Regions from separate parts of the Mus musculus genome. Here all the other regions are linked to region 1. Evidence: chromatin contacts called from public Hi-C, HiCAR-type, HiChIP or PLAC-seq and promoter capture Hi-C data. All regions are on one chromosome and are shown on one strand. Each heading gives the region's core, a stretch centred on a gene start, on an enhancer-like site or on the middle of the called end of the contact. The rest is flanking DNA. Distances are from core to core; before and after follow the strand shown. Region 1 holds the start of Foxa1 (forkhead box A1). Region 2 holds the start of Fbxo33 (F-box protein 33). Region 3 has its middle 92 kb from the start of Sec23a. Region 4 holds the start of Mbip (MAP3K12 binding inhibitory protein 1). Region 5 holds the start of Pnn (pinin). Region 6 overlaps Sec23a (SEC23 homolog A, COPII coat complex component).

Region 1 (3,377 bases), core at 324-2,823:
GGAAGAAAGATTTAAAAGAACAAAGCACGGAGTGTGTGTGTGTTGGGGGGGGGGTAATCTATTTGGAAGACAAGTGAAAACACATTCCTTCACATGAGATTAATTACCTTAAAAAAAAAGCTTTGCAAACCAAGAATATTTTAGTCTCTTGGTGACTTTAAAGTTAACTTGATTGTTTCTAATGGAAATCTAGTATACCTACAGACTGGAGCAACACACAGGAAGGGCCGCACAGTCACACTTACTTCGAAATGCACGAGGTAGTATACATTTTCACGAACACTTGCAGTCAATGGGGGGGGGGGTAAGCACCTTCTCCAAACCTATCACACACTCTGTCTAGCCTAATCTCTTTGGTTAGTCTCTTTCCGCTGGATACGAGGGCAAGCCACTAACTATGAAGAACTGGAAGAAAGCGAGAGACTTTGAGTGGGGGAGAATTTTCCCCATCTACCCAGGACCTTTTGAGAGTCTGATAGCCTAGCCCTGCTCTTCCAGCTCAGAGACGACCAGGCACCTCTGTGGGCTGACTCCAGCTTCAGGCTGGCACCTCATTTAGCGTGGCAGATGCGTTCCAGCACCCAGGCCCATACACTCCCAGTTTATGCCGGTGTTTAGGAAGATGTCCCCTCCCCCTGACCTTTCTCTATCAGAAACCAGACGGTCGCCTCTAGCTTGGTCCCAGAGGCTGTAGAAGGGGGGGAGGAGGAGGAGGAGGAGCCCGGCAGAGAGGCAGGCTTGACTAGGATCCGCCTGCCTTATCACACAAACATCTGCGCGCAGTTTCTTCCTCTTTCTGATCGCTGCAGTTGACAAGGGGAGTGGAGTGGACTGAGGCGGAAAAAAAAAGTTATGTCATAAAAATATAAAACGGTGCTGTGACTCACCTGCTCTTAGCCGCAGGTACGAGTTTCGTGGCAGCGCCTCCGTTCTGCTCGCCAGGAGCCCAGGTCGGCCTAACGTCACTTTGCTCGGCTGACTCAGATGACTGGGTTTCTAGTGACGAGGCAAAAGTGGGGCTTTTCCCCTCTCCAAGCCCCGAAGGCCGGGAAGTAGGGGTAGTCTTCCAGGGTTGAACTTTGGGTCAAGAATCAGGATGAGGGGAGCAAAGGAGCCAAGTGGACCAAGAGCGGAGTCGTAGTAAGGTCCAGGGGGTGGTGAGCACCTCTAGGAGGGAACTCGGGGTCATTCAGCGAGCACGATCCTTGCGCTGTAGCTCTGATGCCACCACCCAGGTCCTTCTCCCGCAGCACAGCTCTTTGGGTCCAGAGCCCTGGCCTGTCCTCCAAGGCACCGCCTATTTTTCCTTTTCTTCTTTTTTTTCCTTTTCTTTTCTTTCTCTTTTTTTCCTTTTCCAAAGGGGGTCACACACACACCCGCCCTATTTTCCTCTTTCCCTAGCCGCGAGGCTTAAACCAATTATACTGCTTTGTAAACAAAGTGAGGGCCAGGTTTGGGGGAGGGGATGGCGGGAGGGGCGCGGGGGGCGCGCGGCGCTGGCGCGGCGGGGCGGGAGGCGCGGCGGCTGGACTGGCGGGCGGCCGCCTCACAGGTGCACCTCGGGCTTTGTAGGTGCGAGCGTCTTTGTGCGGCGGACAAATGGGGAGAGGACGAGGAGGTGGGCACTCCGGCGACGTAAGATCCACATCAGCTCAACTGCACTCGCTTCGCACAGGCCGCCCGCTCACTTCCCGCGGAGGCGCTGCCGGGCGCCGCGCTCCGCGGCCGCCTCCTGTCCCCGGCGCTGCCCCCTCCCGCCGCGCCGCGCCGCCGCCGCCGCGCACGCCGCGCCCCGCAGCGCCGGGCTTCCTCCTCGCCCGGGTGGCGCTGGGCCCTCGAGCGCTCCGGTGACCGCAGCGGCTCCGCGCCCCTCCCCCGCCCCGAGCAGCGCACCCGCCCGTCGCTCCGCACAGGGTTGGATGGTTGTGTCGGCCGGGCTGGCTCCAGGATGTTAGGGACTGTGAAGATGGAAGGGCATGAGAGCAACGACTGGAACAGCTACTACGCGGACACGCAGGAGGTGAGAGGCGGGGAGGCGGTGGGGCGTCCCCAGAGTCGGTGTCCGGGGAGACTCAGGCGAGGTGGGCTCCTGCCCGGACTGGGGCGGGCGGGGTGGGGGCGGCTCGCCCGAGGCGCGGCTTCCAGTGTGGCCCCCACCCGACCTCTCGATCAGCCCGCTGCCCGCTGGGTCCTGGCGCTTGCAACCAGCGGAGAGTTTTGGGAAACTCTGGGCTTTGAAAACACGGGCTCCGGAAGGGAAGCACTTGTCTTTGCCCGCTAGAGAGCCGGGGCTGGAGCCCAGCCCCGGGAGCCGCGGGCGGGCAGGCGGGCTCTGGCTTGAGTAAAGAATAACTGAGAGAGTCGGTGCTCGCTTACCGGGAGGCCTCTCGGTCACACCATGTAATTAGCCGACGTCTTTGGATAAAAATGATCTGTTGCAGAAGTTGGAGTTTTTCGTAAAGAATGATTTCTAAATTTTATAAAACTTAATTCTTCAAAAGCCATTTGTAGAAAAGTGTCTATTCGTTCGTCTCTAGGACCGCTGGGTGGCGCTAGTGCGAACAGAATCTTTTTCCAGAACTCGGGGCCAAGAACCTGTTTCTCTTCATTGTCCCCTTGGTGGCATGTTCACTGGGTTTATTTTACATTGTGCACAAAAGCATTGCGAGGAGAATCAGGTACAGGCAGGGCCACTACCTATTGAAAGTATTTTCTAGAAACAGCTGCCGATTACCTTCAAAAGTGTAATTACCGTTATCGAAAGCGCTTACCGAGAAAGCCTCGTGCGATCTTGGAGAGAGGACTAGAAATAAATCCCAAAGTACTTTAAGATCTGTACAGAAAAGTACAGAGTCCGAAAAGACCTTCGCGGCGATTTATTTATTCGTTTCTGTGTTTCTTTGGGAACCATCTCTTTTTTGAGTCTTCTTTTTGAAATCTATTCATCTCTTATAGTTTCACATGGAGTTACATTTGCTGATGAACATAAATTTAAGGACGTCAATATTTTCTGTTAGATTACCAAATAAGCAGTTATACGTCAGGACTCTTGTTTTTTAGCCACCTAGTTATTATCTCGACTGCTACGGATGGAGATTTCGCTTACCGATAACTTTTAGTAGGCGCTCAGACCACTTTCAGGAGTTTAATTTTGATGCAATCACCTCGGCCCACCAGAGAAGACCCCCATAGAAAGAGCTTTCTTACATCTCAAAGCTGAGAATTAGGAAGCAGAATAGCATTAAGAGAAAGCAAGTAGAGTTTCACTTGGGAATTTTAAGTTGGTCCGAACTATAGCTCTAAAGCCTAGGCTTTGGTGTGAGCAGCAGCAACTATCGGTTACAGGGTGTGTGTGTGTGTGTGTGTGTGTGTGTGTG
Region 2 (3,036 bases), core at 481-2,980, 1.7 Mb before region 1:
AAAGAAATGACCTACCTGGAATACATTTTTTATTCAAAGTACCAACTGAGCTGATGTAAATTTAGAGGTAAAAGAATACTATTATTGAGCCGGGCGTGGTGGCACATGCCTTTAATCCCAGTACTCGGGAAGCAGACGCAGGCGGATTTCCAAGTTCGAGGCCAGCCTGGTCTACAAAGTGAGTTCCAGGACAGCCAGAGCTATACAGAGAAACCCTGTCTCAAAAAACAAAAAACAAAAACCAAAAACAAAAACAAAAAAATACTATTATTGGTAGTTTACTAGGTTCGTGACACCAAACTGTATAAAAGAAATGTGACAGAAGGTCTGCTGTTACATCACAGAGCTAAAGATATCTAGACTAGCTAGTTTCTTAGTGTGGTTTGAAGCAGCAGACATAAAATTTCTTAACCACGCCGGGCGTGGTGGCACACGCCTTTAATCCCAGCACTCGGGAGGCAGAGGCAGGCAGATTTCTGAGTTCGAGGCCAGCCTGGTCTACAAAGTGAGTTCCAGGACAGCCAGGGCTACACAGAGAAACTGTCTCGAAAAACGAAAAGAAAAAAAAAATCTCTTAACCCTTTAGATATCGCTGCTTCCTACAATTTGACTGAGATACTTCGCATGCTGAGAACGTGAAGGGCTGTTTTTAAAATCCCTTTCTTTGGGGGCACCAAACTAAAGAAAAGCTCTCCTCTCCAACTTATTTGTAGGAGTATCAGAGACTATCAAAATAGCTACTTTATTTCATCCATGTTACTTTTGTATACAGGGGTGTGTTGTTACAGAAGTACAGTGGTACACTGAAGAGGTATCCACAGCTCTCTTCACAAACACTTCAATGACTTTAAGAAACTGAAAATTAAAACCTGTCTTAACTTCCTAATTTGATGTTACCACTAAGTGATCGTTAGCTATTAATAAAACATACTAATTATACAGAACTTTTGCAGACAAGGGTTCAGAGAGCATTTAAGTCTGGGTACCAGCCCTCAAGATGAAAATCGTTAGCCATTTTTTTCCTGCCCCTCTAAAGACGAAAGGTGGCGCTGCCGTCACTGGTTCAGCAATGGGGCGTGTGCGGCCTCCGCACGTCGGAAGAGGAAGGTCCGCGTGCCGCCACGATCCGCCTTTCCTGGGAAGCCGATTTTGTCCTGCTCTGAACAAGATGTAAAAAGAAGCCGGCGTGCGAGCCCTCGGGCGCCGCGACCTCAGCCCAGCGAATGAGAAAGCGTCGGGACTTAGCGCAGCACGCCGGGGTTCCGCCTCGAGCACGCTGCAAGGGCCAGACCTACCCGGCGAGGGACGCCCAGAGTGGCCCCGCCCCCACGCCTCTAGCCCCGCCCCGGGTCGCTGACGTCAACGGTCACGTGCCGCGCGATCCAGGCAACCAGGAGCTCCCCCGGTTCCGGAAGTCTCGCAAAGCCGCGCCAGGCTCCGCCCGTCGCCGTGACGTCACTCTCAGTCCCTACCACTACCGAGCCTCCGCGTCCGGGTACCGGGAGAACCACGGTTTCCTCGGAAGCAGCGCGGTCGCCTCCGCATCCCTGGTCCGTTCGAGAGAGGATTTCGAGGTCGTTGCCCGGGCCGGCCGGGGAGCACTTGCTTGCGGTACGGAAAGTCAGCGGCGTGCAGGCCTCCCCGCGCCAGCTTTTCCCCCCTCTCAGCCGGTCCGAGTGCACTTGGTTCCGCCGAGGCGCACGACGGTTCCGCCCCCTTCTTCCTTGTCATTGATGTTGTTGTTCTTGTCAGTGCCGCAACCCCGACCGCCGGGAGCGCGAACCCGAGCCGGGGCCGCCCGGTTGGTGCGGTGGCGGCGGCGGCAGCGGCTGCGGCTGCTGCAGCTGCGCCGGCTGCGGGGGCTGCTGCGAGGACTGCGCAGGCGGCCGGGGACGGGCGGCCGGCGGCCGAGCCGGATGGCTCTGTGCGGGCAGGCGGCCGGCGCCGCGTCGCTGCCCAGCGAGCTCATCGTGCACATCTTCTCCTTTCTGCCGGCGCCCGACCGGCTGCGGGCCTCGGCCTCCTGCTCGCACTGGCGGGAGTGCCTCTTCTACCCAGCGCTGTGGCCCCAGCTCCGCATCTGCCTCCGCGTCTCGCCCGCGGAGCAGCCGCGGCTAGAGTTCCTCATGCGCAAGTGCGGCTGGTTCGTGCGGGAGCTGCGGGTTGAGTTCGCCGCGGAGAATTATCTGAGCGGAGGCGGCGGCCCGGGCGACGGCGGTAGCGGCGGCGGCACCGACACGGGCACCGGAGGGGAAGACGGGGAGGCCCTGCAGCTCTCCTCCCGCTGGCTGGAAGTACTGCGCATCTACTTGGAGCTGGTGTTGTGCGTGCTGCTCAGCATCCGGAACAACAGGTAGGCTTGCGTGGGGACCGAGAGGGTCTGGCCTTCCGCTGGCCTTGGGAAAGATCCCGTGGGGTGTGCCGGCCGGCCTCAGGATGGCCTTGTGTAGGTGCAGCTATCCGTTCCTGACCAGACTATTTCCGGAGACAGAAGAGGTGATAACGGGACTCCTGGAGCGTCTCAGGCATGCTTTCATTCATCCGTTCTTGTCCATGGGCTAGAGCTGCTGGGCAATGCCATTATCTTATGCGTGGGAAAGTTGTGAGTTAAGGGTGAGGCCTGTACAAAAAAATAAGGTGGTTTTCTGATTCTGAATTTGACCATTGGTGATGGGTAATTAATTCATAGTGACGAGGTGAGTAAGTTTCCTTGCTGATGTCCATGATTACAAGAATTAACCTATAAGAATTCTTTAACAGTCCTTTTCTTACCTGAAATAGTTTTACTAGCCTGGGCCATGTCCAAAGACTGGGAGGAGTGCTAGTTAAAATCATTAGGGGAGGAAAATTGTCAGACTTGAAGCCGCATCCCATACACCATCAGGCTGGACTTACTCCCAGTGATTCACACAAAAGTAACGCTACCTAACTTGGGGTGGGATAAAGGAGCTGGGCATACTGTGGGGGTTAAGTATGAGACTCATTGTGCATCAGGACTTTAGTGTAATTCCACCTAGAGCTCATGGCCCATATTCG
Region 3 (3,398 bases), core at 31-2,530, 1.4 Mb before region 1:
AGGGGAGAGTGGAGAGGGGAGAGGGGAGAAGGGAGAGGGGAGGGGAAGAGGGGAGAGGGGAGAGGGGAGGAGAGGGGAGAGGGGAGGGGGGGAGAGGGGAGAGGGGAGGAGAGGGGAGAGGGGAGGAGAGGGGGGGAGAGGGGAGAGGGGAGGGGGGGGAGAGGGGAGAGGGGAGAGGGGAGGAGAGGGGAGAGGGGAGAGGGGAGGAGAGGGGAGAGGGGAGGGGGGGGAGAGGGGAGAGGGGAGAGGGGAGAGGGGAGAGGGGAGAGGGGAGAGGGGAGAGGGGAGAGGGGAGGAGAGGGGAGAGTGCACTGATTTATCCTGGCTGGTGGGCTCTGCCAAACTGTTATTGCTGCTGAGGCTGCTTGATGTCAGCCTTGTAAGCCAGGCCCTTGGCCTTCTCTGCACTGGCCAGATCATCTTTGGCTTCTTTTGCTGCCCCAAGAAGTATACTGGAAAGAGCCCCACCTCGTAGCTTTGCCAAGATGTAATTAAAAACTCTTCATTGTCTTGGTCACATTGCTTTTGAAATGGGCAGACCAAGTTCCTGGACAGCTCTGGAGATGCCAAATAAGGAAGCTCGAGGCTTCCTGTGGGTTTCGGTCCAGCAGCTGTCATCAGAGTTCACACATCACTGCTCCACACCATCAGCTGGTTGTGTTTGAAGTTTCACATGAATGCCGTTGTGTGATTCTGTGGCTCTACAATAGAGTCTTCCAGGATGTACATCAAATGATCGACATTGGCAGGAAGCACCTGTTTTACCCAATGTACCAGCCTGTTGATCTTGGTCAGGAGTCTTCAGGACAGAAGATTCCAGTCAGGGGTCACCTCCCCGTGCACTGTGTGTTCAGTTAAGCTGTGTTTGCTATAGAGATTTGGGTTCCATTGCCACATGGCAGTGATCTCTTGGTCTCAGGAACTTAGAGCACTTTCTGGTCCAGGAAATACTTTACCATCACTGAGGCCTGGGCAGGCCTAGCATCTGAACAGCATCTGGGTGCAGAGCCAGGGGTGAACAAGGCTTGTTGAATGCCTGTCAGGCTCGCAAGTTCAGCCTCTGTTGGACTAGGCCCAAGTTGCTACCATGGTCATAGGGATTATAAGACTGTGCCTTAAAAAAAATTTTTTTTAAATCAAATGTTATTTATTTTGTAGTCTAGGTAGTTATTTAAAAATAACAATTAGAAAAAAAAGTGAAAACTGTTCTGTCGCTGTGGCAAATGTCACGGCTGAGCAAGGCTTACAGTTCCTGATGGATGGGAGTCCCTCACGGTGGGTAGGGATGGTAGCACGCGGAAGGGCAGGAGGCAGAAAGTTGAGTGGTCACATCCTCAGCCACAAACCACAGAGGAAGCAGAGACGGAGAATGAAAAGCTGGGAGAAGTTGTAAATTCTTTTATTTACTATTATTAAAGATGTATTTATTTATTTTATGTATATGAGTACACCATTGCTCTCTTCAGACATACCAGAAGAGGGCATCGGATCCCATTACAGATGGTTGTGAGCCATCATGTGGTTGCTGGGAATTGAACTCAGGAATTCTGGAAGAGCAGTCGGTGCTCTTAACTGCTGAGCCATCTCTCTAGTCTCTAGGCCCAAAGTTACAAATTCTTTTTTTTTTTTTTTTTTTTTTTTTTACATTTTTCTAAAGATTTATTCATTCTATCTAGATATTTAATTTTTTATTAGATATTTTCTTTATTTGCATTTCAAATGTTATCCCTTTTCCTGGTTTCCTCTCGGAAAACCCCCTCTCCCCTCTCCCCTCCCCCTGCTCACCAACCCACCCACTCCTGCTTCCTGGTCCTGGCATTCCCTTACACTGGGGTATTTAGCCTTCACAGGACCAAGGGCCTGTCAAGCCCATCCCCAGTGATGTATTTCCTTCAGCAGGGCTGTTCCACCTCCCCAAACAGCGCCACCAACTGGGGACCAAGTGTTCAAGTGTCTGAGTCTATAGAGGGCATTTCTTATTCAAACCACCACATTCAGAATAAAAAGGGAGTTGCTATGCTAACCCTAGTTTAAAACTGTTAACGCAGTAAAGAGGTTATGAAGGGAGGGTTCCTATGCATAGTCACTTATTGGGAAAACCTGCCAGAAGCACACAGGCTTGCACAGAGACATGTCGGCTTCAGATTGAAGCTACTCAGTATCAGTTTTGTGTGTGTGTGTGTGTGTGTGTGTGTGTGTGTGTGTGTGTGTGCACATGTGCATATGTCTGTGGAGGCAAGAAGATGACCTCAAGTGTTATTCCTCAGGTATTGGCCTATTTTTTTCTTCTTTCTTTATTTTTGACACAGGTCTCTTACTGGCCTGGACTTTGCCAAGTAGGCTAGGCTGTGTGCACAGCAGGCTCCAGGGACCCTTGCTTCCATCATTCCGTTGCTGGGGTTACGGTGTGCATCACCATGCCTGGGTGCTGGGTCTGGAACTTGGGTCCTCATGTTTGTAAGATAAACACTTTGACAAACAAGCTATCTCTCCAGCACCACTATCATTCTTTACAGAGCCTTTCTCGAATTGTTTCTAATTTAGAGTAAGATTAATGGTTTATTTAAAAATGACCAGGACCTAGCATTTTATTTGTGGCACATGTTGTCTGTGATTACGTATTGTACAACTCACTGGCTTGTTACTAAAATGAATAGCAGCAATCTGGGAGGGAACCAGAGAAAACTTCCTTAGTGAAGATTCTAATATTAATCCTCCAAATTTAAAAACAGAAAAAAGGCAATCCTTAGGTTATAAGCAAATCTTTTCTGAGTTAGATGAAATGTATGTTCTTCCCCCTATGTAGACACTGATGGAAAGATGAAAGATTTTTATTTTCAGGCGCTAAGTTCTTTTTCTTTTTCTTTTTTTGCGATTGGATATCCCTCTGTAGCTCAGGCTGGTGTCAAACTCATGGCCATCCTCCTGTTTCAGCCTCTTGAGTGTTGGGATTATACATGTGAGCTTGGTTTTGTTTTATAAATTCTTTTTCAGGTATACAATTGTAGCTTCAAATATTTTTTCAAAGAATTTTTAAAAAAATTAAAGCAATATTGTTCTTTTTATTGAAAATAGATTTTTTTCCATACAGTATATTATGATTACAGATTCCTCTCCCCCAATTCCTCCCAGATCTTGGAGAGATGGCGCAGTGATTAAGAGCTCTGGCTGAAGCTGGGCGGTGGTGGCACACACCTTTAATTCCATCACTTGGGAGGCAGAGGCAGGCGGATTTCTGAGTTTGAGGCCAGCCTGGTCTACAAAAGTGAGTTCCAGGACAGACAGGGCTATACAGAGAAACCCTGTCTTGAACCCCCCCCCCCAAAAAAGAAACAACCCAAAAAAACCAAAAACCAAAAACCAAAAAACCAAAAAACCAAAACACCAAAAAAACCCTC
Region 4 (3,065 bases), core at 75-2,574, 1.2 Mb after region 1:
AGAGTTTTAAATCGTTTGTTTGCTTGCTTGCTTGCCTGCTTGCTTTTCGAGCTTTGGTTTCTTTGTGTAGCCCTTGCTGTCCTGGAACTCACTTTGTAGACCAGGCTGGCCTCATAAGGGATTTACCTGCCTCTACCTCCCTAGTGCTTTGGGATTAAAGGCCTGAGCCACTGCCGCCAGAGTTTTAATTCTTTTGTCCTTTATCTTTTAAGCTTGTTTTAAAAATTTAATAGAGCCAGGCATGGTGGAGCATGCCTTTAATCCCAGCATCCGGGAGGCAGAGGCAGGCAGATTTCTGAGTTTGAGGCCAGCTTGGTCTACAGAGTGAGTTCCAGGACAGCCAGGGTTATACAGAGAAACCCTGTCTCAAAGGAAAAAAAAATTAATAGAACTCTACATTATAAAATTATAACTTTTTTCGCTAAAATAAAGCTATCTAATAATACCCAACAAGAGTCGATTTAGTTTTATATCCTAATTTTAAAGAGTGTGGTTACATGGAATAAATTGGTCTTTTCTTTCTTTCTTTCCTTCTTTCTTTCTTTCTTTCTTTCTTTCTTTCTTTCTTTCTTTCTTTCTTTCTTTCTTTCTTCCTTTTCTTTCTTGTTGTTTTGTTTTGAGGCAGGGTTTCTCTGTGTAGCCCTGGCTGTCCTGGAACTCACTCTGTAGACAAGGCTGGCCTCGAAATCCGCCTGCCTCTGCCTCCCAAGTGCTAGGATTAAAGGCGTGCGCCACCACTGCCCGGCTGGTTTATATTTCTATTGGATTTATATTGAAACAATTTTAAGGTCAAGTGTCCAGTGATTGCACTGAGAACCCGTTGCATGTCAGAACTTTGACATAAACTATTTTGCAGGTGTAGTCATCAATGTCGTTCTATGGTAGGAAAAAGAAGCATAATGTAGCCCTTGTGTTCTTTTTAAATTCCTCATATCAAACAGTCTTATAGAGATGAAAATGTTCTATCCAGTAACGATCATCCTGGGTCAAGTTTCTAGTAATTAGAAAATTGTAAAGCACTGCTCCATCACTAACCCGCAATCTTTTTCCAAGACAACTCGACTGTTAACATTTTAAATTTTAATAGCGGGACTCAAATTCTAACACTTAAGAGTAAGGCTCTGCCAACATTCACAGGGAGCATCTAAGAGCCAAGTAGGTTTCTAAACCAAGGTGGACCACAGAAAACACCACCAGACAGAAGGTCCAGCTTCACATACACAAGTTCCCTCGGAGCACAGCTATCCTTGCTCTTGATTGGTCTTCCTGTGTGTCTGTCACACACAGAGGGTGGGGCCTATCCTCAAGCTCTAAGTGAGACGCTCTAGTTTTACGTCATCTCAGTGCGACGAAGTCCGCGAGGGAGGGGTGGGGTGAGCGCTGTTCGCGGTGGTTGGGGGGCTGCTTTGAAGGTGTCATGGCTGCTGCTGCGGAGCTTAGTTCCTCAAGCGGCAGCGAGAGGAGCCTGGAGCAATGCTCCAGCCCCCTCCTCACCCGCGAGGTCCTCTGCGAAGTCTTTCGCTCCTTGCACACCCTGACAAGACAGGTAAGTGGGGGTGCGGCGGGGAAGGGGTGGGTGGGGAGGGAGAGCATCCCGGTCCTTGTCCCCTTAGTTCTCTCGGAGGCGGGGGTCGCGGAGCCCCGCTGGCACGGTGTGTGCCGCTGGTGTGCCGTGGCCGGGCTGTGACACCCGGAAGACCCTGGGCCCAGCTCCTGGGACCGGGAGATGCCAGCGGCACGCTTGATGGCCAAGGTCTGGAGAAAACTGGGGTCCTGGCGACGAAAGCTTGCCCAAAAGATGCCTAAAAGGTGATGAGGGTGAAGGAGGTTCCTGGCGATCACGGTCCTTTTGCCTCCAGTGTATTTATCGCAGAAACTCACTGGTTAATATGGCCTGAAACTTTTCCTAGCGCCATCCCCACTCCTTGGGGGGTGATTTACTCTGGGGTTTTTTGTTTATTTGTTTGTTTTTCTGTTTTTTGTTTCTCTTGCCATTTATTGCATCTCTTACTCTTTTAAACGGGGAGGGATATATAAGGATTTCCACAATTTCATTTGTAGTATACCTAAATTTTAGTGTGAATTGTTGGATGAGTTATGTGTGGCCACTTCTAACTACATTACGACTGTCGTGTAGCTTAGCTAATTGCTCTTTACAGAAAATGTCACAGTAAACCTGGATTTTAAAAACTAGGTTACACTTTACTAGATAGTCGTGATGTAAATGAGGCAATGTTTAAATAAGGAACAAAAGTATGTTTGCCTGCTTTTAGAAGAGTTTTGTGTCAAACATGTTTCCTAATTTGTTTGGGGACTGGTTATAGTGCTTGAAATGGACACAGCACACATTTATGTCAAGGGCAGTGGTACCACCAGTGAGAATAGGACATTTACCTGATTTGTGAGGATTATTTTTAAAATCCTTAGTTGGAAAACCTTAGTAAGTTTATTCTGACTGGCAAACTACTTGAGTTGTACATTCTGTTTGGTGTTACTGGACTTCGAAAAGTTAAAAAAAATTAAACTCAGTTGCTTGATAAGCAATTAGGAAAAAAATTCTTACAAAGTCTTAAGCACTTTCCTTATTAATATTTCAGTAGTAACATCTCAGATCTTTAAATAGTTTAAAAGTTAGAGAACTTTTTGGCGTGGATTTGGAACTTAAAGATTTATTCATTTATATTTCTAATGTCAAGATGAGAAAAATCTTCTCAAATATTATGCTTAGAAATTGCAAAATAATTTACATTGATAAATTATTTGAATTATAAAATATCTAAATTTTGCATACTGAGTTTTTTAATTATATAAATTTATCTCAAAGGTTCAAATGGAAAAATGATTAAACTTAACTTATGCCACTTGCCAAAAATGTGTAGAGAAAATGAAGTTTTTGTAACAGTAAAGGGTCCTTTAACAAGTGTCAAATATAAGATTTTTTAAAAAATTAATTAAATGCTATTTTAGTAATATGTATTTTGAGATGCGTGATTAAGGATGAAAGCCATCCACACTTATAAAGTTGCCCCTGCGGAATGTGTCCTTTCGCAACAAATTAAAGGGAC
Region 5 (3,330 bases), core at 763-3,262, 1.5 Mb before region 1:
GTAGCTACAACGGAAGATTGCAGTGCTGGCTGTAAGAGAGAAGAAAGGATCAATGATTTCTTGTTCTGGGCTATCATGCTTTTCAAAGCACACTAAGAGTTGTGTTCATCCTCTAATATTTAATTTCAATACCTTTTTAACATCATCGTCTTCTGGGTCGCTCTCCTGGCGTGATTCTCTTCTTGTCCGACGCTCCCCACCCAGCCTAGCACGGGAGAAAGAATTGAAATGACCACTATGGAATCAAATGCATAATCAATCAAAGGTGAATGGGTGTTCAAATGCTCATCTCCAGAAGGCATATTCTACTGAGTTTATATCGCATTTACCACTTTCTTATGGGGGGTGGGGGAGGGGTGGAAGCAAGATGCTCCAAACCAAGCTTTGCTCTCTTCTCATATCCAAACGTTTCTTGGTGTTTTTTAAAGTACAAAACAGAACGTGTTACTTCTAATCCCACTGAGTTCTGTAAACTGGGCTAGCCCAGTTCAAATCAATCCCAATGACATAGAAATATCTGTAGTGTCCCAGAAAACAAGATGGGTACTGACTCTCCAGACATCTTTTGAAACCATACCTACTGACTGCCCCTTCCAGGTCTCTTTGTTTGGCTGGGGGTCCTCCTCCACTATCTGAGAATCCACGCCTGCAATGAGAAACATCCAACCTAAAGCTCGAGAAACATTAGCAGAAACTGGTATTTCTAGTCGACTAGAGAATTTAGTTGATTTCATAAAGAAGAAAAACACAAGTGAAGCAAACTTAAGCAAACAATTACATGAACAACACCCTACCACCAATTACATTCTTAGATGTCAAAAGCCTTAACAGAACTTAAAAACAGTTAAGTTTATATGAAACTGTCCCCCCCCCACCCCCACCCCCCAGTCAGGGTTTCTCTGTATAGCCCTGGCTGTCCTGGAACTCACTTTGTAACTTTGTAGACCAGGCTGGCCTTGAATTCAGAAATCCGCCTGCCTCTGCCTCCCAAGTGTAGTGCATATGAAACTGTTCTAATATTCTCCAACCTCTACTTTTGCAATACATTTATTAGAAACAAGGCAGTTATCATCTCCTTACCTTAGCAATAAGCTACCTCGTCCTCTACCTCCACCAGGACCAGAAAGGGCCAGCAATCTGGCTTGGATGGGCCTAAAAAAGAATTATAATCAGTGTAAAAGTCCTATGCAGACACATGAGAGGGCTTCATATACTTCCACACACTAAGGTACACACTACGTAGAAATGAACACAAATAATTCTAAAATGACCGTTTCAGATCCACTTCTTCGAAACCAAACATTAAAATCCTCTTTCTTGCTTCCCCAAGACCACCGTTACGAAAATATATGTATCTCGAGACTGCTACATATTAATAAGTCTGGGTCAGGTCCTATCTGCCAACCTCAAGGGAAGGACACCCAAGCCAGCAGGGAGAGGCAGCCACTGCTTCCCCCGGGGGTCTCCGACTTGACAAGGGTTCGGAGCCGCAGGGGTGGAAAGGGGCTTTGTACTGCAGTTCCGGGCCTGCAGCGCCAAGGGCGGGAAGCCGTGGTCTCGGCCTTCCCGGGGGCGCGGAAACCACGCCGGGCAGCCGGGCGGGCCTTCCTTCCATTCGCAAGCACTCGCACCCAGTGCCCTAGGCGCAGGCATGGCGTCTCCCCGCCTAGCCGAGCAGAGGGCTCGCCCGCCGCCCGGGAAACGGGCCCCTTGACCCCAGTCGGCCCACAAGCGGCCGGTTGCCCTCTGTCCCGGGTGCGCCCGGCCCCGAGGCCCCGGACCTCGCCAACCTCTGGGGTTCCGTCCGATCCGTACCTCACATCATTCGGGTCCCGCCCGGTGAGCTTGCGGATATTCTCGTCCACATTCTTGAGGCTCTCTTTGGCCTTCTCTAGCTGCTCCTGCAAAGCTCTCACGGCGACCGCCATCTTCTCTCTGCAGCAGGCTTCGCGACCGCTCTCCAGGCCGCGCAGCGCCGCACCGCGCCCGCCGCTCCACGCGGAAGGACTGACAGCCGGCCCCAGCCAATGATCGCGGGCTTCTTCTCGGGCCTGGACCACCCGAGGACCGGAAGGGGAAGAAGCTTGTCGATCCGTGATTCTGGACCAATGAGAAGCCGGCAAGTCACTCAGCTCCTCCCCTCGCCGCCTGCCGTGGTTGCGCTCCGCTGCTTGCGCAGAGCGGGGAGGGATTACGTCGGTGTGATAGATCCAATCTCGGGGGTCTGCAAAGGCATCCTCTTAAACTTGACATGTCGCTGACTTCATAGTGCGCCTAAACTCTTCCCATGGGACGGAAGAGGCTATACATCCTTTTTTTCCTTCCCCAAGAGGTTTAATCAGAAAAGGGCATGGCAAATAATGGCTGTTGCGCATGCCCAGAGTGCAGGGAGGCGCAGGCTGTCTTCCATTAGTGAACTGAACCACCAGGAGTCTTCATCCTAACAGCTAATAGTTATTGTGGACACTGAGAATCGCTTTGCGTGCCTTAGTCGTTAAAAACTAGAAACTTGAATGAGATGGTGCTTAATGATAAGGAAATTGAGGCTGCGGACCTAGGTCCAACAGGTCGTCAGATCTCGATGAAGAGGCAATTTATATTCTGATCCTGAGCAAAGTTGTTTCCAGCAGGGCCTAATGCCTGCGGGTATAATAGAGGGTCTGGAGAAGTTGCCAGTGGTTTCCTGTGTGTATTTTCTGGATTCCACTTTGCCCTACCCACAATGCCAATATGGACGCTGGTTTTGTACTTGACATAGAGGTACACGTTTTAGTTCGGAAAAATGTTACACAAATGCAAAGGTCAAATCCTTACAAGTTTTCTCCCTGAAAAGGAACAAGAATTTTTGTTTTGTTTTTAGTAACAGTAACTTGGTCTTATCCTGTATGCTATTTGTGTGGAGGCTCATAACTGGATAGGTGAGGAAGAATTTCATTATCTTATCAATGTTAACAGCACCTGTTATCTACAAAACGAATACCATGACAGCCAAGGATACACAGAAAAACCCAGTCTTGAATAAAACCAAAACCAAAAAGAAGAAGGGGGGAAGGGGAGGAGGAGAAGGAGGAGAAGGAGGAGGAGGAGGAGGAGGAGGAGGAGGAGAAGAAGAAGAAGAAATAGAAGAAGAAGAAGAAGAAGAAGAAGAAGAAGAAGAAGAAGAAGAAGAAGAAGAAGAAGAAGAGAAAAGTCAGGTGGTAACATGCCTTTTAATCCCAGCACATGACAGGTTGAGGCAGGTGGATTAGCCTGGTTTACAGAGCTAGTTCCAGGACAGCCAGAGAATCCTGTCTGGAAATACTTACTCCCCCTCAGAGAGAAGGGTGGGGA
Region 6 (3,105 bases), core at 374-2,873, 1.4 Mb before region 1:
CAGTGCTTTGATTCAGTGCTCTGCTTTGTTTATTTTTTAAATTTATTTACGTATTTTGAATGTAGGAGTACTCTTTCTGCATGTACACCTACATGCCAGAAGAGGGCCAGCGCCACCATGTGATGTTGCTGGGAATTGAATTCTGGAAGAAGAGCCAGTGTTCCTAACCACTGAGCCAGCTCTCCAGCCCCAGTACTTTGTTTTAAATGGAACTTTTAAAAAACCTTTCTTGTGTTGGTAATTGTACTCAAGGCCCCATCCAGCCAGTGTGCTGACTCCTTAGCTCTTGTACTGTGTGCTAAAATAGAAGGGCTCCTGTTTCCTGGGTTGCACTTTGCCCTAGCATTTTACTGACTAATTTTACATGTTAGTGTTTTCATGTCACCAACCATGTGAGCTTTCCATGTGGCTAATAAATTGTGCTCTGAAATGGATTGCTTCTTGGGCCTTTTCATAGAAAATGACTTTGTCTTCATAAATGTTGTGTTGTTTTAAGGGTCTAAAAGCTGAAGTGTCCAGTGTGTGCACTTGGGCAGTAGCTGTGACCTGCAGTACAGTGTCCTGACCATCTTGCTGGAGCTATTGCATTCACAGGTTGTCATGCATGGCACTACAGTTTTATAGTGCACTCTGCACCATCAACTTGCATAAAACCCATTGGACACCTTCTATTGAAAAATTTTTTTCTTTTTCTTTTGCAAAAGACGCAGGATTGCAATTTTTCTTTTTTTTGAGACAGGGTTTCTCTGTGTAGCCCTGGCTGTCCTGGAACTCACTTTGTAGACCAGGCTGGCCTCGAACTCAGAAATCTTCCTGCCTCTGCCTCCCGAGTGCTGGGATTAAAGGCGTGCGCCACCATGCCCGGCTAGGATTGCAATTTTTAATTTTTAAGGAGTTTTTTTTTTTTTTTTTTTTTTTTTTAGCAAGTTTAGGCTTCTCTTTTATCTCATACCTCAACTTCACAAACTGCTGTAATTATCTGATATATTTTTAAAAGAGAAACACTGATTAAAAATCATTAGGACCTAGTGAATAACCAAACGAGACAATTGCATCAAGCACAAAATTTAAGTTTCCTCACTATGCATAGCAAGCTGTTAGCCACACAGTGAACATTTTACAACATGTACACAGAGGACAGGTTATTGATAGAGCAGTGAAAAGTTTACTTTGATCTTGTGTCACATCAAGAGACCAGTGGAGGTAATTTGGGAGAAAGGCAGATAGTCTTTTTTGACTGTATCTACTTTTTGTGTAACATCTATTGCCTGTTTTATGTGCCTTGGTTGTATGAGGTCCAAAACAGAATGGCATTATCCAAATGTTAGTCATATTTCCTTCACCCCAACAGAGAAAGCTCTATTTCAGCTCATCGTTCAGAGGTTGCGGTTTATGGCCTATGGCTTTAGGCCTGTGTGACGCTGCAGTAAGAAAGACTGATTCTACAGTTCTCGTCAAGAAATGCTTCCTTCAGTGACCAAAATACCTCCTATTGGGCACTCTTCCCCCCCCCCCCCCCCCCCCCCCTGTGAGCTGGTGAACAAGCCTCCAGCACATAGGCCTGTGGGGCAGAGACTTACTTAACACAGTGAGGCTGGTGGGTGAGGTCATGGCTGTTGTAGTAGGAGCTCATCCTTGGGTGAGGCAGCTGGATGCCTCTTGCCATGGTCTCGAGAATACATGACCTGCTTCTCTGTTGCCTGTGACATGACTTACCTCAGTCTAACTTCTGACTCTGTAAATCTTTTTCTTCACTAGGCTTGGTTTTCCTTTGACTCTTTTTCTTTTGGGCACTTTTTCTTTTTTATTTTTTAAGATTTATTTATTTATTTATTATATGTAAGTACACTGTACACTGTAGCTGTCCTCAGACACTCCAGAAGAGGGAGTCAGATCTCGTGATCGGATGGTTGTGAGCCACCATGTGGTTGCTGGAATTTGAACTTCCGACCTTTGGAAGAGCAGTCGGGTGCTCTTACCCACTGAGCCATCTCACCAGCCCCGCACTTTTTCTTTTTTTATGTATATGAGTACATCATAGCTGTCTTCAGACACACCAGAAGAAGGCATCAAATCCCATTACAGATGGTTGTGAGCCACCATGTGGTTGCTGGGAATTGAACTCATGGCCTTGGGAAGAGCAGTCAGTGCTCTTAACCTCTGAGCCAGCTCTCCAGCTCCTTGGGCACTTTCAGTATAGCATACTTTGTACCAGAAGTTTATTTTTGTAGCTCCTGTAGTGCATTGATTGTGTGTCTTTCTATCCGTGGACAGTATTGAAAAAGATACGGTGGTAGTCTTAGGAAGTTTCTGTTGGCCTCCTCCTCCTCCCATTGGCATTACATATTCTCTATTTGCTACAAAAGACATTTGCTTATAACAACAAATCTAAACATTTTAGGGTGAGTTGTTGCTATATTTCCGAAATTCAAATAGTTTTTTTTTTTTTTTTTTGGTTGTAATCAGTCCCTTGCTAAGTCAATACATAATATTCCAACTTTACCCTATGTTGAGTATCTGTTTCCCTAAAATTAGCAACTTTTTATAAATAGATTTTTAGTGGGCAGAATTTTCAGTTACTTTACCAGGAACAAATTGCTAATGTTTTATTTTATTCAGTGTCAAAAATTTGGAGAGTATCACAAAGATGATCCAAATTCCTTCCGGTTTTCAGAAACATTTTCTCTTTATCCTCAGGTGAGTAAGCCAAAGGCCACTTTCTTTTTCCTTATTACCAGTAGCATTGAGTTTCATCTTTTTTGTTGTTTGTCTTTTAGTAATCACATATGAACATATTTTTACTGGATTATTCTTTTAGTTAGGTAAATTTTGGGATAACTCAGAAGTTAATTTTATGCTTGTGGTAAATGATAAAATATCCCTACATGGGGCTTACAAATAGTTATTATTTATTTGCGGTGCTTGGAGACTTACTATGGGCGCAAGCAAGGTTAAACCCTGTTAGCTTGCCATCTGAGATAAGGGGTTCGAAATACAGTGATACCAAATAAACTTATGTGGTTATTTTACCACATAATGGGATAATGGCCTATTATCATCCCCTGTGAACAGTTTTATAATGCCATGCCAGGTAAGAAGTGTGAG

What was found. Promoter capture Hi-C pulls out the DNA fragments that hold promoters and counts their contacts. A called contact is a pair of places that touch in the nucleus more often than the background predicts. HiCAR-type assays count read pairs that join an accessible place to other places. HiChIP or PLAC-seq counts read pairs in DNA pulled down with a chosen protein or histone mark.
Region 2: a Hi-C map of LSK cells shows a contact between it and region 1, with 4 times the contacts expected there. The contact joins the promoter of Fbxo33 here to the promoter of Foxa1 in region 1. A contact is called at or near these places in 2 of 39 promoter capture datasets (cranial neural crest and liver), 3 of 484 Hi-C or Micro-C datasets (LSK cells, the N1E-115 cell line and cardiomyocytes) and 3 of 115 datasets of contacts at active chromatin or transcription factors (astrocytes, embryonic stem cells and large pre-B cells).
Region 3: a Hi-C map of pro-B cells shows a contact between it and region 1, with 2.7 times the contacts expected there. The contact joins the enhancer-like site here to the promoter of Foxa1 in region 1. A contact is called at or near these places in 2 of 39 promoter capture datasets (embryonic stem cells and liver), 1 of 15 datasets of contacts at CTCF or cohesin (large pre-B cells), 3 of 484 Hi-C or Micro-C datasets (B cells, large pre-B cells and pro-B cells) and 5 of 115 datasets of contacts at active chromatin or transcription factors (astrocytes, embryonic forebrain, embryonic stem cells and 2 more).
Region 4: a promoter capture Hi-C map of hippocampal neurons shows a contact between it and region 1, with 5 times the contacts expected there. The contact joins the promoter of Mbip here to the promoter of Foxa1 in region 1. A contact is called at or near these places in 1 of 39 promoter capture datasets (hippocampal neurons) and 1 of 115 datasets of contacts at active chromatin or transcription factors (embryonic forebrain).
Region 5: a HiCAR-type map of astrocytes shows a contact between it and region 1, with 5 times the contacts expected there. The contact joins the promoter of Pnn here to the promoter of Foxa1 in region 1. A contact is called at or near these places in 6 of 39 promoter capture datasets (the HPC-7 cell line, cranial neural crest, frontonasal cranial neural crest and 3 more), 2 of 484 Hi-C or Micro-C datasets (LSK cells and pre-B cells) and 5 of 115 datasets of contacts at active chromatin or transcription factors (astrocytes, embryonic forebrain, forebrain and 2 more).
Region 6: a contact with region 1 is called in an H3K27ac HiChIP or PLAC-seq map of embryonic stem cells, with 8 times the contacts expected there. The contact joins the enhancer-like site here to the promoter of Foxa1 in region 1. A contact is called at or near these places in 2 of 39 promoter capture datasets (embryonic stem cells and liver), 10 of 115 datasets of contacts at active chromatin or transcription factors (astrocytes, embryonic forebrain, embryonic hindbrain and 5 more) and 1 of 9 other capture datasets (embryonic stem cells).

The regions. Positions count from the first base shown.
Region 1 is chr12:57,544,307-57,547,683 of GRCm38.p6, reverse strand. Foxa1 (forkhead box A1) reads left to right here and starts at 1,573. Exons shown (of 2, transcript NM_008259.4): 1 at 1,573-2,020. The coding sequence starts at 1,949. It also overlaps a transcript of Ttc6 not described here.
Region 2 is chr12:59,218,177-59,221,212 of GRCm38.p6, reverse strand. Fbxo33 (F-box protein 33) reads left to right here and starts at 1,730. Exons shown (of 4, transcript NM_001033156.4): 1 at 1,730-2,353. The coding sequence starts at 1,734.
Region 3 is chr12:58,918,228-58,921,625 of GRCm38.p6, reverse strand. It overlaps the pseudogene Gm2649. Among named protein-coding and RNA genes, the nearest start is that of Sec23a, 92 kb to the left of the region's middle. Within about 2 kb of position 1,280, at least 26 of the 459 cell types and tissues checked have an H3K27ac peak or open chromatin away from gene starts, as enhancers often do. A contact at or near this core is called in pro-B cells, where this site is marked.
Region 4 is chr12:56,344,153-56,347,217 of GRCm38.p6, reverse strand. Mbip (MAP3K12 binding inhibitory protein 1) reads left to right here and starts at 1,324. Exons shown (of 9, transcript NM_145442.2): 1 at 1,324-1,546. The coding sequence starts at 1,418.
Region 5 is chr12:59,065,601-59,068,930 of GRCm38.p6, reverse strand. Pnn (pinin) reads right to left here and starts at 2,012. Exons shown (of 9, transcript NM_008891.2): 1 at 1,816-2,012; 2 at 1,081-1,152; 3 at 578-646; 4 at 133-205; 5 at 1-29. The coding sequence starts at 1,928.
Region 6 is chr12:58,974,174-58,977,278 of GRCm38.p6, reverse strand. It overlaps Sec23a (SEC23 homolog A, COPII coat complex component), which reads left to right. Exons shown (of 20, transcript NM_009147.2): 15 at 2,620-2,697. Among named protein-coding and RNA genes, the nearest start is that of Sec23a, 36 kb to the left of the region's middle. Within about 2 kb of position 1,623, at least 3 of the 459 cell types and tissues checked have an H3K27ac peak or open chromatin away from gene starts, as enhancers often do. A contact at or near this core is called in embryonic stem cells, where this site is marked.